Regions from separate parts of the Mus musculus genome. Here region 2 is linked to region 1. A link is a contact called in public HiChIP or PLAC-seq data. All regions are on one chromosome and are shown on one strand. Each heading gives the region's core, a stretch centred on a gene start, on an enhancer-like site or on the middle of the called end of the contact. The rest is flanking DNA. Distances are from core to core; before and after follow the strand shown.

The links. HiChIP or PLAC-seq counts read pairs in DNA pulled down with a chosen protein or histone mark.
Region 2: an H3K27ac HiChIP or PLAC-seq map of trophoblast stem cells shows a contact between it and region 1, with 14 times the contacts expected there. The contact joins the enhancer-like site here to the promoter of Atp5j in region 1. A contact is called at or near these places in 2 of 39 promoter capture datasets (cranial neural crest and embryonic stem cells), 1 of 484 Hi-C or Micro-C datasets (embryonic stem cells), 3 of 115 datasets of contacts at active chromatin or transcription factors (acute myeloid leukemia, large pre-B cells and trophoblast stem cells) and 2 of 9 other capture datasets (adipose tissue and macrophages).

Annotation. Positions count from the first base shown.
Region 1 is chr16:84,832,297-84,838,705 of GRCm38.p6, reverse strand. It overlaps Atp5j (ATP synthase, H+ transporting, mitochondrial F0 complex, subunit F), which reads left to right and starts at 3,684. Exons shown (of 4, transcript NM_001302214.1): 1 at 3,684-3,897. It overlaps Gabpa (GA repeat binding protein, alpha), which reads right to left and starts at 3,582. Exons shown (of 10, transcript NM_008065.2): 1 at 3,163-3,582.
Region 2 is chr16:87,388,015-87,393,708 of GRCm38.p6, reverse strand. The region is part of intron 25 of Ltn1 (listerin E3 ubiquitin protein ligase 1); the gene reads left to right. Among named protein-coding and RNA genes, the nearest start is that of Gm25896, 28 kb to the left of the region's middle. Within about 2 kb of position 4,063, at least 5 of the 459 cell types and tissues checked have an H3K27ac peak or open chromatin away from gene starts, as enhancers often do. A contact at or near this core is called in trophoblast stem cells, where this site is marked.

The sequences.
Region 1 (6,409 bases), core at 2,435-4,934:
TTGTTAGTTCGTAGAGGGAAGCACCCATGTTTGTAAGTGATGTCTAATACAGTGGCAGACAAAGTGATGAATCAGAAAGATCTGACAGAGTACATGCCCAACGCTCATGAAAAAGGCAGTGCACAGAGTGAAAAGAAGACAGGAGACAGTTTTACAAAGACAGCTATAGCCAGGTTGAAGAGATAACAAGATAGACATAGGCAAAGACAGAACAGGCTGCAGAGTAAGAAGCCAGAAGACCAGAACAGATTGCTAGAGCTACTTTGAGGCAAAGCAGGGACCTCAGGAGAAGCTGAGAGGGAAACCAGACTGAATCAGTTATCATGGTGAGGAGTTTGAGCTGTTCAGAACAGCTGAGTGAACCAGCCAGCCAGAGCTCAGAGAGAGCTAGAAAGGATGAGTTTATTCAGCAGTAAGTCTCAGAGGCTGAAAACATTCTAGGCCTAGATAAAGACTGTGCAGAGGCTAGAATCCTCCAAGGCTAGGCCTAGGTTAGTTAGCAGACAGAGGCAGTAACCCTCTGAGACAACAATTACCTCAGGAGAATTACATGTTGGCCTAGTCTAAATCAGTAAGTTAATTCAAGTCACTACAAAAGCAAATAAAAGCTACATCAACTGTATTAAAGCAACTTGGATTCAAACCTGAAGCTGAGCATGGGGATCGATTACAACTGCTTAGCTAGAAATCTGATTTGATTACATAATGATTAAAATTCAAGTTACAAAAGCTATCTACAATGCCTGAAAGTGACAAGGGACTAATAAGTGGAATAGATTAAATCTTCAATTAACTGATAGAAAAAAAAGGGGGGGGGGCGCTAAGACAAACTATCAACACTGGCAAAGCACAGCACAGAAAAAGGAAACTCCAACTAAAGTAAATTAAAACTTCGGGGTATTGGTAAAGCACCAATGGACATCATTCCAAAATGAAGTGTAAACGTAACTCTCCACACGGCATTGCATTGCCTAGGAAATGCAGTCGGCATTCGGGAAAGGTTGGCATATCCATCTATGTCTCATGAGGAAAGGACAGAAACCCAATCTGATTAGAAGTTAAAACCATGATGCTCTGCCGTGCCTGCAGATGGGAGCCTAGCATAGCTGTCGCCTGAGAGGCTTCATCCCAGCCGCTGATGGAAACAGATGCAGAGACGCACAGCCAAACATCAGCGGAGCTCAGGGAGTCTCATGGACGAGTTGGGGATGGGAATGAGGGAGTTGGAGGGGTTAAGGAAGACCTCCAGAGTCAACTAACCTGGAGCCATGGAAGATGAACCACCCACCAAAGCACAGGCAGGGGCTGGACCTAGGCCACCTACACATTTGCAGCAGATGTGCAACTTGGTCTTCACGTCGGTCCCTAACAACTGGAGTGGAGGCTTTCTCTGAGCCTGGCAATGGATCCCGTTCCCTTAACTGGACTACCAGTTGGGCCTCAGTGGAGAGGGCAGGCTTAGGCCTACTGTGACTGGATGTCCTAGGATGGATACTGAAGGGGGGCCTTCCCCTTCGAAGGAGTAATGGGGTGAGGGGGAGGACAGGGAGGGAGACAATTGGGATATAAAGTGAATGAATTCATTAATTTTTTAAAAAGTTAAAAACTGAGCCAGAAGGCAGTGGTCCATGCCTTTAATCCCACCACTTGGGAGGCAGTGGGAGGTGCATCAGCGTTCAAGGCCAGCCAAACACAGGAAAACCCTGTCTGAAATCCCCTCACTCCCCCAAAAAACCTCCTTCTGGGGAAGAGCATGAGAGTTCTCAAAACTACCATTCCTCTTTTCGGTCCTGTAGGTTTGTTGTACAGTTGCCAGAGACTCAGATGAATCCAGTACTTGGCCCCCCTGGGCTCCTCAACCTTACTACCGCACTCAGTACTTACTGAACTGACTCAGTCACGACTATGTATCCCCAAGTTACGCGTCTGTACTTGTAGCAAAGATAAAATGGACGTAAATCCAGTTGGCATCCAGGTAGTAATACAAATACAAAAGAAAGAAAAAAGAAGTGCTAAAAAAATGGCCAGTGTTTAGTGGCATGGGGTACCTAAGAATGTGAGGGGGATCTATATAAATGTTTTCCTCTTGCCAGCAGTCAGTCCTGTCATTAGCTCAATCTACCTGTTTTAAAAAAATTGAGGTGGGGAGGCCAAGAAAGGGGTCAACATTTGAAATGTAAATAAATAAAATAACCAATTAAAAAATGCACTTATTTTGCTAGGCAAGGTAGTGCACACCTTTAATGCCGGCGCTCAGAAAATAGAGGCAGATAGGCCTCTAAACTCTAGGCCGGTCTAATCTACATAGCAAGTTCAAGGTCAGCCAGGCTAGAAAGTGACACCCAACACAAACTTACACGTACCCAGACACCACTTATAAGGTGCGCATGCGCACTTGTGGAGGTCAGAGAGCAGACAGTTCTCTCCTCCTTCCATCTGGATTCCAGAGGCTGAACAGTCTGGCTCGGCAGCAAGTGCCTTTACCTGTCGAACCATCTCACTGGCCTACCTAAGGATTTAGTTTCAAATGACTGTTTGTCATCGTGAAACGATGCGCTGGCACCATTCTCTATGCTGTGGACCCTAAGGGTGGAATCCCCTAAACTCCATCGTTGTGTTCACTGCACTACACCAACCCCCAAAAAAGGTCGGGGGGAGGAGTGGGGGAAGTTGGCAAGGTACAGTAACTTTCACTGACATCTTCGGGAAAGACGCAGAAAGTCATCCTATGCATTAGAACGATTGCACCGATGCGACTCTAGGACAGTTCCAGAAGGGCAATCGGTACTGCTAGTGCGGGGATGGCTGACTCGGGTGACAGACAGGTCTGGCATCTTCCCGAGAGACCCGGGAGCGCCCGGGGCTGTGCGCTCGGCCAGCGCGCCGAGCCTGGACCGCGCCCGTGCGACGGGCGACTCCGCCGCGTCCCGCAACGCGGCCCGGGCCACGCCGCTCCCCGCGCCCCTCCCCTCGGCTTCCCGCACAGCCTCTCCCGCCCCTCCCCACCAGGCTCCCTCAAGTCTCCACGAACGGAAATGGGAGTCGCAGCGCCGGGGACCCAGCGGAAACAAAACACAGAGGCGGCCGCGGGGGGGGACAAGCCCCGGAACCAGGCCGCCCGCGCGGGCCCGCGCTCCCCGCCAGCCCGCGTCCGCAACTCACCAGCTCCGGAATTCGTCCCGTGGCCCTAGCCCGCGCTTCCACAGCCGGCTGGGAACGGCGGCGGCGCGGGCTCCAGGTACAGCGCCTCTCCGGGCGAGCCGCGCCGCTCCCGCGAGTAGCAGGGTAAGGTCCCGGGGCCCTTCCCGTGGAATCGGCGCTAAGGAACCCCAGCCCCTCTCCCGCCTCCCAGGCACCCCCGGGCCTGGAACTACAACTCCCAGCAGGCTGCGCGGCCCGAAACGCCCGCGACGACGGGGCTCACGAGGCACAAACGCCCCCCAGCCGCTTTGGTTTTTTGTTTTGTTTTGGTTTTGGTTTTTACGCGCTCCTTTGTACCCCCACCCTACATCCACCTCCCCAACCCCAAGGATCGGGACGCTGACTCCGAAGGGAGCTTGAACTAGGGGACAGGCCAGAATACGCATGCGTACAGTGCAGTGTCTCCAAGAGGGAAAAGGGGGTGAAGTTAAAGTGTAGGAAAGATGGCGGAGTCTTAGCTGAGGGACCCGGAAGCACTTACCCTCCACTTCCTCCTCCTGTTTGGCTTCTGTCTCACCTAGAGGCGTCCGGTCGCAGACTCCCTTCGAGGCGCTTCCTGTCCGGTGAGCGTCGAACGACTGAAGCCGCGGCCCATAGTGCCTTGCGATGGCGGGTAGGCGTGTGTAGGCGGAGCCAGGGCCGGAAGTAGAACGGTGGCGGCGGCGGTGACTCTGGCAGCTCGGGACTCAGTGCAAGGTGACTGGGAGGGTAACTGGGCTAGCTCGGCCTCCTGGGACTGAGCTTCTGGGTTTCTTCACGAGGAGAGAGGGCTGCCCGTCACCTTTGCCCTGGGAGTAGAGCGCAGCCCCGTGTCCTTGGCACCGTCCTGGCCTGGCCTGGGGTCACAGGTGACCTCGGCCCTGCTGGGTATTCAGATTTGCCTTACGCTCACTAAATAAGACCGTGAATGCTCTCCTGGGAGCAGAGCGGGCCGACTCGAAAAGCAGAAAAGACGGGGTGGTGAGCCTGCAGCCCGCCTGGGGCAGCCCAAGGTCACGGCGCGCCACAGGCTTGTGAATAATGCAGGCGGCGATCGAGCCTCCTAAGACAGGAAAGGGCGATGGTGATATCCTAAAAGTTTTATATCCAATCTAGAAGTCATGCTTTGTCGATTGACTTTATGATTAGATACTCACGAGCAGCAAAGGGACTAGCCTTCGGCTAGGCTGGTCAGTCAACCGCTATAAATAGGAGAGCCGTGCGCCTTCCCAAAGCTACACCTCTGGGTTTGAACTTTGATTACCCCACCCCCACCCCCACCATGCTTTCCCCAATATTGTTACTATCAGACCTCTAACAAGCAGCAAGCTAGTGCAGGATATTAATTCAGTACGGAATTTGTCCCAAATGGTGTTCTACACTTAGGATGCCATTTGTCTTCCGTGTGATCATGAACAGATCGCATTCTCTATTTAATCTGAAAAAGTGAAAGGCAGTGAAGGAGAAACAACAAGTAGTTTTGGTAAGAGAGAATGTGGTCACTGTTAGAACGATTGAGTAGGACTTAGGAGGTGAGTATACATGTATGTTTGGGGTTCAGAGAGTACGCTAAATTAGACGTGGGGATTGGAAATCATTGTTTGGGATGGTGCGTTATTGAAAGTGAAAATGTATTTTCCCTGTCTTGTAGAAGAAATGACCGTCTTGGCAGTTAGATTGGGAGCAGGTTGACTGTGGAATGTTAGGTAAACAACCTTCTTTAGACATATTTTTTTTAATCACCTATAAGCAAGACTGAAAGAAGCACCTTCCCCTAACACTTAGAGAGTATTTCCTAAGTGGACAATATGGAAGTATTTTACAGTATTTTTAGGGCTAAAGAATTCTTGATACCTTACTAATTATGTCTTAAGTGTGTTCCTAGATTTCCAGGATGAATCAAGTGTGGTGTTCTTATTATAAAGTCTTGTCTACTTGCCTGTAGCTCTTTCGCCTGTATAATTCTCTGGTAGAGTATGAATGGCATTGATTTCCTCAAATGTTTTATTTTTATCGGGATCGGTGAATGAAAACTCGTGCTTATTTGATTTTTTTTTCAGCAGTACTAAATGTTATACCAGGTTTGTTGAAGTTGGTACTATTGACACTTTAGATAACTCTTCAAAATGAGAATAGGGAAGATTGCTATCTTTCATGTTGTAGGGAGTATAGCAGTGTGCCCGAACTTTACCCACTATAGGCCACCTTCATTCAACTTATTCAGGACAGCCAAAATTATCTTCAGACAGGAATTGTGCCCTTGTAGCGAAAATTATACACTCTCTCCCTTCACATATGTTTAATAACCATTATGCCAATCAGCTGCCATATAGTTAACGATTCTTGAACTATTAGTGGTACCACTCAAAACCCTCTGTGCATTTCTGTCAGTCCATCCATCCATCTGTCCATCCATCCATCTATCCATCTATGTATCTATGTGTGCATATGTATGTGGACACTTCTGCCTGTGTTTCTCCAATGGCCAGGATCAGCCTCCGCTGTTTATCTTCAGGTTGTGCACATTGCTTTTTGAGACATAATCGGTCCGTATCCAGGATCTTGCCAAAAAGACCAGGTTGCCAAGTGAGCTCCAGAAGGTTGGCCTTTGCCTGCCTCCCCAGTGCCAGCCTCATAAGCTTGATGCCAGTCCTGGCTTTAAAATCAAAACGGAACAAAACAACACTACCCCTCCACCACCATTTTTGTAATTGGTGATGTTACTAAATTCAAGAGAAATAACTGTCAAATTAACGTAAAGATTTTTAAATTCTTGTCCATACTTTCTCTATAATGTGAAGTAGTAGCCGTATGCTCACTACCATGGTTCTCTCTCATCTAGTAGAAGTAAGGCGTCGGCAGCAGATAGCTAGCTGGTGGGAGCCTGGGAAGCATGGTGGCAGGATTTCCTCAGGGGTTGTGTGGCCTTTATCACGGCCCTCCTGAGAAGCTTTGCCTGTAAGACCCCGTAAGCACTGTAGCACAGCGGATATCATAGAAGTGCGGTGGGAGAGGGTCGTCTTATTTCCAGGGTACACTTACTGTCTCATGAAATGGTCCGAAGCTGTTCATTGCACTATGGCTCTCCTGTTGATAGCTCACTAGAGTTTGGGGAACCCTTCCATTTTATAAGCTAAGTCTAGATGGGAAGACATTTTTTCATCTAAGTTTCAGCCTCTCTCTCTCTTCCTTTTGGACCTCCTGCTTGGATATATTTTTTTGTAATTTG
Region 2 (5,694 bases), core at 2,814-5,313, 2.6 Mb before region 1:
AAGTGTACACTTTCCCCATGTCAGACTTTGGTTTAATCAGCCTTGGCAAGTTTCTTCTCACATCAATACAGAAGTATTTAGCAGAGAATGTCCTGCTTCAAATGTACTTTCCAATCAATTTTTCAGAATTTTTTTTAAAAGATTTATTTATTTATTATATGTAAATGCATTGTAGCTGTCCTCAGATACTCCAGAAGAGGGCATCAGATTTCGTTACAGATGGTTGTGAGCCACCATGTGGTTGCTGGGATTTGAACTCGGGACTTTCGGAAGAGCAGTCTTAACCACTGAGCCATCTCGCCAGCCCCAATTTTTCAGAATTCTTAAACTATACTTTATGTTGTTGCTTATACCCATGCCTTAGTACAAACATATTAGTTTGTAAATTCTTGCCACCATGCCTGGCCAAGTTTGTACAGTCTTATATTTGTGTAGTTTAGGGGAGGATCATACTAGGGGCAACATTGATCCAATTGCCAAACAGAATATTTTATTCCTTGTCAAGCCTGTTCTTAAGTTTAGTACTTATGCTACTATTATTTGCTGATGTATTTTAAGAGTCTTTTTTTTTTTTTTTTTGAGACAGGGTTTCTCTGTGTAGCCCTGGCTGTCTTGGAACTCACTTTGTAGACCAGGCTGGCCTCAAACTCAGAAATCCGCCTGCCTCTGCCTCCCAAGTGCTGGGATTAAAGGTGTGTGCCACCACGCCCGGCGTATTTTAAGGGTCTTTTTTGGAGCTTTTAGATTTGTTCCTAAAATATTATTGATGTCCAAAAATTAACATCAAATTCAGACTTTGGTATGTATGAAATTTGTCATCTTAAAAGTGACCATATTCCTTATATCAGGAAAATGGACATTCACTGTGGTTTTGTGTCTCAGCATAGGCAGGGACCGCTCTTGCTTCTCACTTGCTCTTCCCTTCCTGCTCCTACTCTCTCCCCATCCCCCCCACAACGTGCTCATGGCTGGCCTCTACCTACCCCCCACCCCCCCATCCCCCACCCCGGCCTTTCTCTGACTCTGCTAGCCTCTCAACTCCTCCCCATGCCCTGAATAAACTCTATTCTATTCTTTAAAAAAAAAAAAAAAAAAAAAAAAAGATAGGCAGGAAACCAAAAAGATTGTGCAAAAATTTTTTTAAAAAAAATGTAAATACAAGGTCTCACTATGGAGCTGTGGCTTGGACCTCACAAGGTCTACCTCTGTCTTGTGAATGCTGGGATTAAAGGTATATACCACAGTGCCCAGCAACAGTTTTTAATTGAAAATCTTTTTTTTCATACAATATATTCTGATTACAACCTTATCTCTCCTACTGCTCCCAATTCCTCCTTTCCCCCTGTATTAGTCAGGGATCTCTAGAATCATGGAACTTATGGATAGTCTATATATAGTAAAGGAATTTATTGATGACTTACAGTCTGTAGTCCAGTTCCCAACAATGGTTCAGTCGCAGCTGTGAATGGAAGTGCAAGGATCTAGCAGTTATTCAGTCCCACACGGCAAGCAGGCAAGGGAGCAGGAGCTGATGCAGAGGCCATGGAGGGATGTTCTTTACTGGCTTGCTTCCCCTGGCTTGCTCAGCCTGCTCTCTTATAGAACCCAAGACTATCAGCCCAGAGATGGTCCCACCCACAAGGGGCCTTTCCCCTTTGATCACTAATTGAGAAAATGCCTTACAGTTAGATCTCATGGAGGCATTTCCCCAACTGAAGCTCCTTTCTCTGTGATAACTCCAGCTGTGTCAAGTTGACACAAAACTAGCCAGTACAATTGACCCCCTGTCAACTTGACACACAAACACATCACTAGTAGGCCTGGACCCTTACATTCTTATTCATCCCCAAGATCTAAATAACTTTAAATGTCCCACAGTCTTAAATATTCTTAAAATTTCAATCTCTTTAAAATATCCATCTCTTTTAAAATCCAAAGTCTTTTAAAATCCAAAGTCTCTTAACTGTGGGCTCCACTAAAATACTTTCTTCCTTTAAGAAGGAAAAATATCAGGGCACAGTCACAATCAAAAGCAAAAATTAAACTCCAACTGTCCAATGTCTGGGATCCAACTCACGATCTTCTGGTCTCCTCCAAGGGCTAAGGTCACTTCTCCAGCCCTGTCCATTGTAGCACACAGCTTTTCCTTTAGGCTCCAGATGCCTGTACTCCACTGCTGCTGCTGTTCTTTGTCATCTCATGGTCCTGGCATCTCCAAAACACTGCGTGACCCCTTCAGTCCTGGGCCATCAACTTCAACTGAGGCTGCACCTTCACCAATGGCCTTCCATGGCCTCTCACAGTGCCGAGCCTCAGCTGCTTTGCGTGACCCCTTCATGACTTCAAAACCAGTACCACCTGGGTGACCCTTACACATTACCAAGTCCTGCTGCAGCAGAAGTACAACCTTGGCTATCTCTGGAACACAGCCTCTTTGTGCTTTCAGAAAACACTTCCCAGAAGACGTCACCTCAACGATGCTGGTCTCTTCTTAATCACTGCTAATTTCTTAGCTCCAGCTAACCAGCATCAATAGTCCCAGTAATGCAAAGATTTTGCTTTAGTAGTTCTGGTATCTTGTTACTCACAGCTGATTCTTCAGCCCCAGCTAACCAGAACCATAGAATAATCAAACTCCAAACTAGCAATGGCCCTGAAAAGAGTCTTTAATTTTCCCTCTGAAATTTCACAAGCCAGGCCTCCATCTTCTGCACTGTTCTCAACATTATCTTCCAAGCTCGTACACAACATCCCACAGTGCTCTTAACACCGAATGGATCTTCTGGCCCAAAGTTCCAAAGTCCTTCCACAGTCCTCTCCAAAACATGGTCAGGTTGTCACAGGAATACCCTACTATGCTGGTACCAATTTGTCTTAGTCAGGGCTTCTATTCCTGCACAAACATCATGACCAAGAAGCAGTTGGGGAGGAAAGGGTTTATTCAGCTTACACTTCCATACTGCTGTTAATCACCAAGGAAGTCAGGACTGGAACTCAAGCAGGTCAGGGAGCAGGAGCTGATGCAGAGGCCATGGAGGGATGTTACTTACTGGCTTGCTTCCTCTGGCTTGATCAGCCTGCTCTCTTTTAGAACCCAAGACTACCAGCCCAGAGATGGTCCCACCCACAAGGGGCCTTTCCCCCTTGATCACTAATTGAGAAAATGCCTTACAGCTGGATCTCATGGAGACATTTCCTCAACTGAAGCTCCTTTCTCTGTGATAACTCCAGCTGTATCAAGTTGACACACAAAACCAGCCAGTACACCTTCCTTCCCATCCAGTTCCACATTCTTTCTTTCTCTCCTTATAAAACAAACAGGCATCTAAGAAAAAGAGCCAAAGAAAAAGCACAAGAAACGTACACACACATTCACACACTCGGCAATCCCATAAACACTCAAAACTGGAACCCATGATATACACAAAGGACTTGTAAGGTAGAAAAAACTAACAAACAAAACCAACCAAACAAAAAAGCCCTCCCGAGATGCCATTGCTGTTTCTGTTGGTCATCTACTGCTGTCCTGAGACCTACCCCTTAGTGTAGTTTGTTTCCCCAGTGGGACTTCCTTGGAGAAAATGGAGTTTTCATTTGCAAGTGGTTCTTGATTGGAGATAGCTTCTGGGTTAGGATGGGTGTGTGGGCCTACTTCTCCTGTCAGCTCTAAGAGCCCAACTGGCACAGACCTGTCCTGGGCATGAACAGCGGTTATTATTGAGCCTGAAGTATGAAAGGAGATAGATATAAGCAAATCAACCAGAATGTCGCAGAAGATTAAACAGACTAGCTCTATTCTGAGATGAACTGAGACAGTTGAAAAAAAAATGTAATGGTTTCAAATCATGGGATGGCTTAACTTCTCAAGAAACCCTTAGCAAACTGGATTGAACTGGGAACAGTCCTATGTGTGTTTCCCCCTTCTCTTAGAAATATATGGGTTTGGTTGGTTGGTTGTTTTGTTTTATTTTGTTTCGAGACTAGCTTTCCCTTGTAGCCTTGGCTATCTTGGAAACTCACTCTGTAGACTAGGCTGACTTGGAGCTCAGAGAGCCACCTGTCTCCACATTCCTGGAGCTAGGATTAAAGGTGTGCACGGCCACTGCCTGGCAGAAATATGTATTACATCAAAACATGGCAGTTACATAGGGTTGTTGGGAACCGTGCAGTATTGCAGCACATGCTTTGTATCTTTCCTGAGAGCTGTGACATCCATCTGTGTAAAGTGCAAGCCTCCCTTTTAGCTGAGTTACAGTTAGGAAAGCTGTTGCTCAGAGCCTAGCACCCAGTACATACTGTGGCTCTTAGTCATTTCTCAGCTCCTCCCCTCCCCCACGCCTCCATCTTATATCTTACTAAGTTGCCTAGGTTGTTGGTTCACTATGTAGCCAGGCTTGAATTTGTGTGGACCACCATGAGTTTCTTCGTGTTGGTTGAAAAGTAGTCTGTTGTGTATAATACCACATTTGTTCCTCTGTTGATAAACATTATGATATTGCCACTTCTGGGCTATGATTAACAGTGCTACTATAATTCATGAATGTGTCCTTTTTTTTCCTTTTTTTTTTAAAAGATTTATTTGGTTTATGTATGTGAGGACACTGTCGCTTTCTTCAGGTACACCAGAAGGGCATCAGATCCCATTACAGATGGTTGTGAGCCACCATTTGGTTGCTGGGAACTGAATTCAGGACCTCTGAAGAGCAGTCAGTGCTCTTAACCTCTGAGCCCCGAATGTGTCTTGTTTTTTGAAGATAAGTTTTCATTTCTCTTGCATCATGAACCCCAAATTAGGATTTTCTGGGTCATATTCATGTTTCCCTCCATTACTATGGTTGATAAACTCTACTTTCTATCTGTTGTTTTTTTGAAGATTAATAGGCAGTATATTTTAATAATATCCTTTCCTCTCCCTCACTCTCCCCTTCCCCCCACATCAATAAGACAAGATTGGAGTGGAGTTGATATAAGCAGTGACTCTTACTGTAGAAAACTGATTTTACTCGCCTAGGGGTTATCAAGCACAAGTAACTTCGTTTCCCATTAACTTACTTATTTATTCACTTTTCATCCCAATTGCAGCCCCCTCCTTCCAGTCCTCCTCCCACAAAACTCCTCCCCCATAGCCCCTTCCTCTTCTACTCTGAGAACAGGGAGGTCTTTCTGGCTACCAGTCTACCCTAGCACCTCAATTCACTGCAGGACTAGGTGCATCCTCTTCCACTGAGGCCACTCAAGGCCACCCAGTTAGGCGAAGAGGGTCCACAGGCAGGTAACAGAGTCAGGGACAGCTGCCCCTCCAGTTGTGTGGGACCCACACGAAGACCAAGCTGCACATGCACTGCATATGTGAGGACCTACGTGCAGCTCATGTATCCATCGCAAATGACTTTTTGTGTCCATTTCCCCTTCCCCGCACTGGGAAGTTGTCTGACTTAACTCTGTGCAGGTCTTGTGTGTGCTGTCACAGTGACTGTGAGTCCATATGTGCACTGCTGATGTGGATGACACCGTTTCCTTCCAGTCATCCACCTTTGACTCTTAGAATCTTTCTTCCAAGCCTGAGCCTTGAGTGAAGGTGTTTGATACAAAGGCGTCTCATTTAGGGCCGAGTAACTGCACACTGTCCAGATCTACTGCTACAGGGAGAAGCTTCTCTGATGGGAGTTGAGGGTTACACTGATCTATTGAATA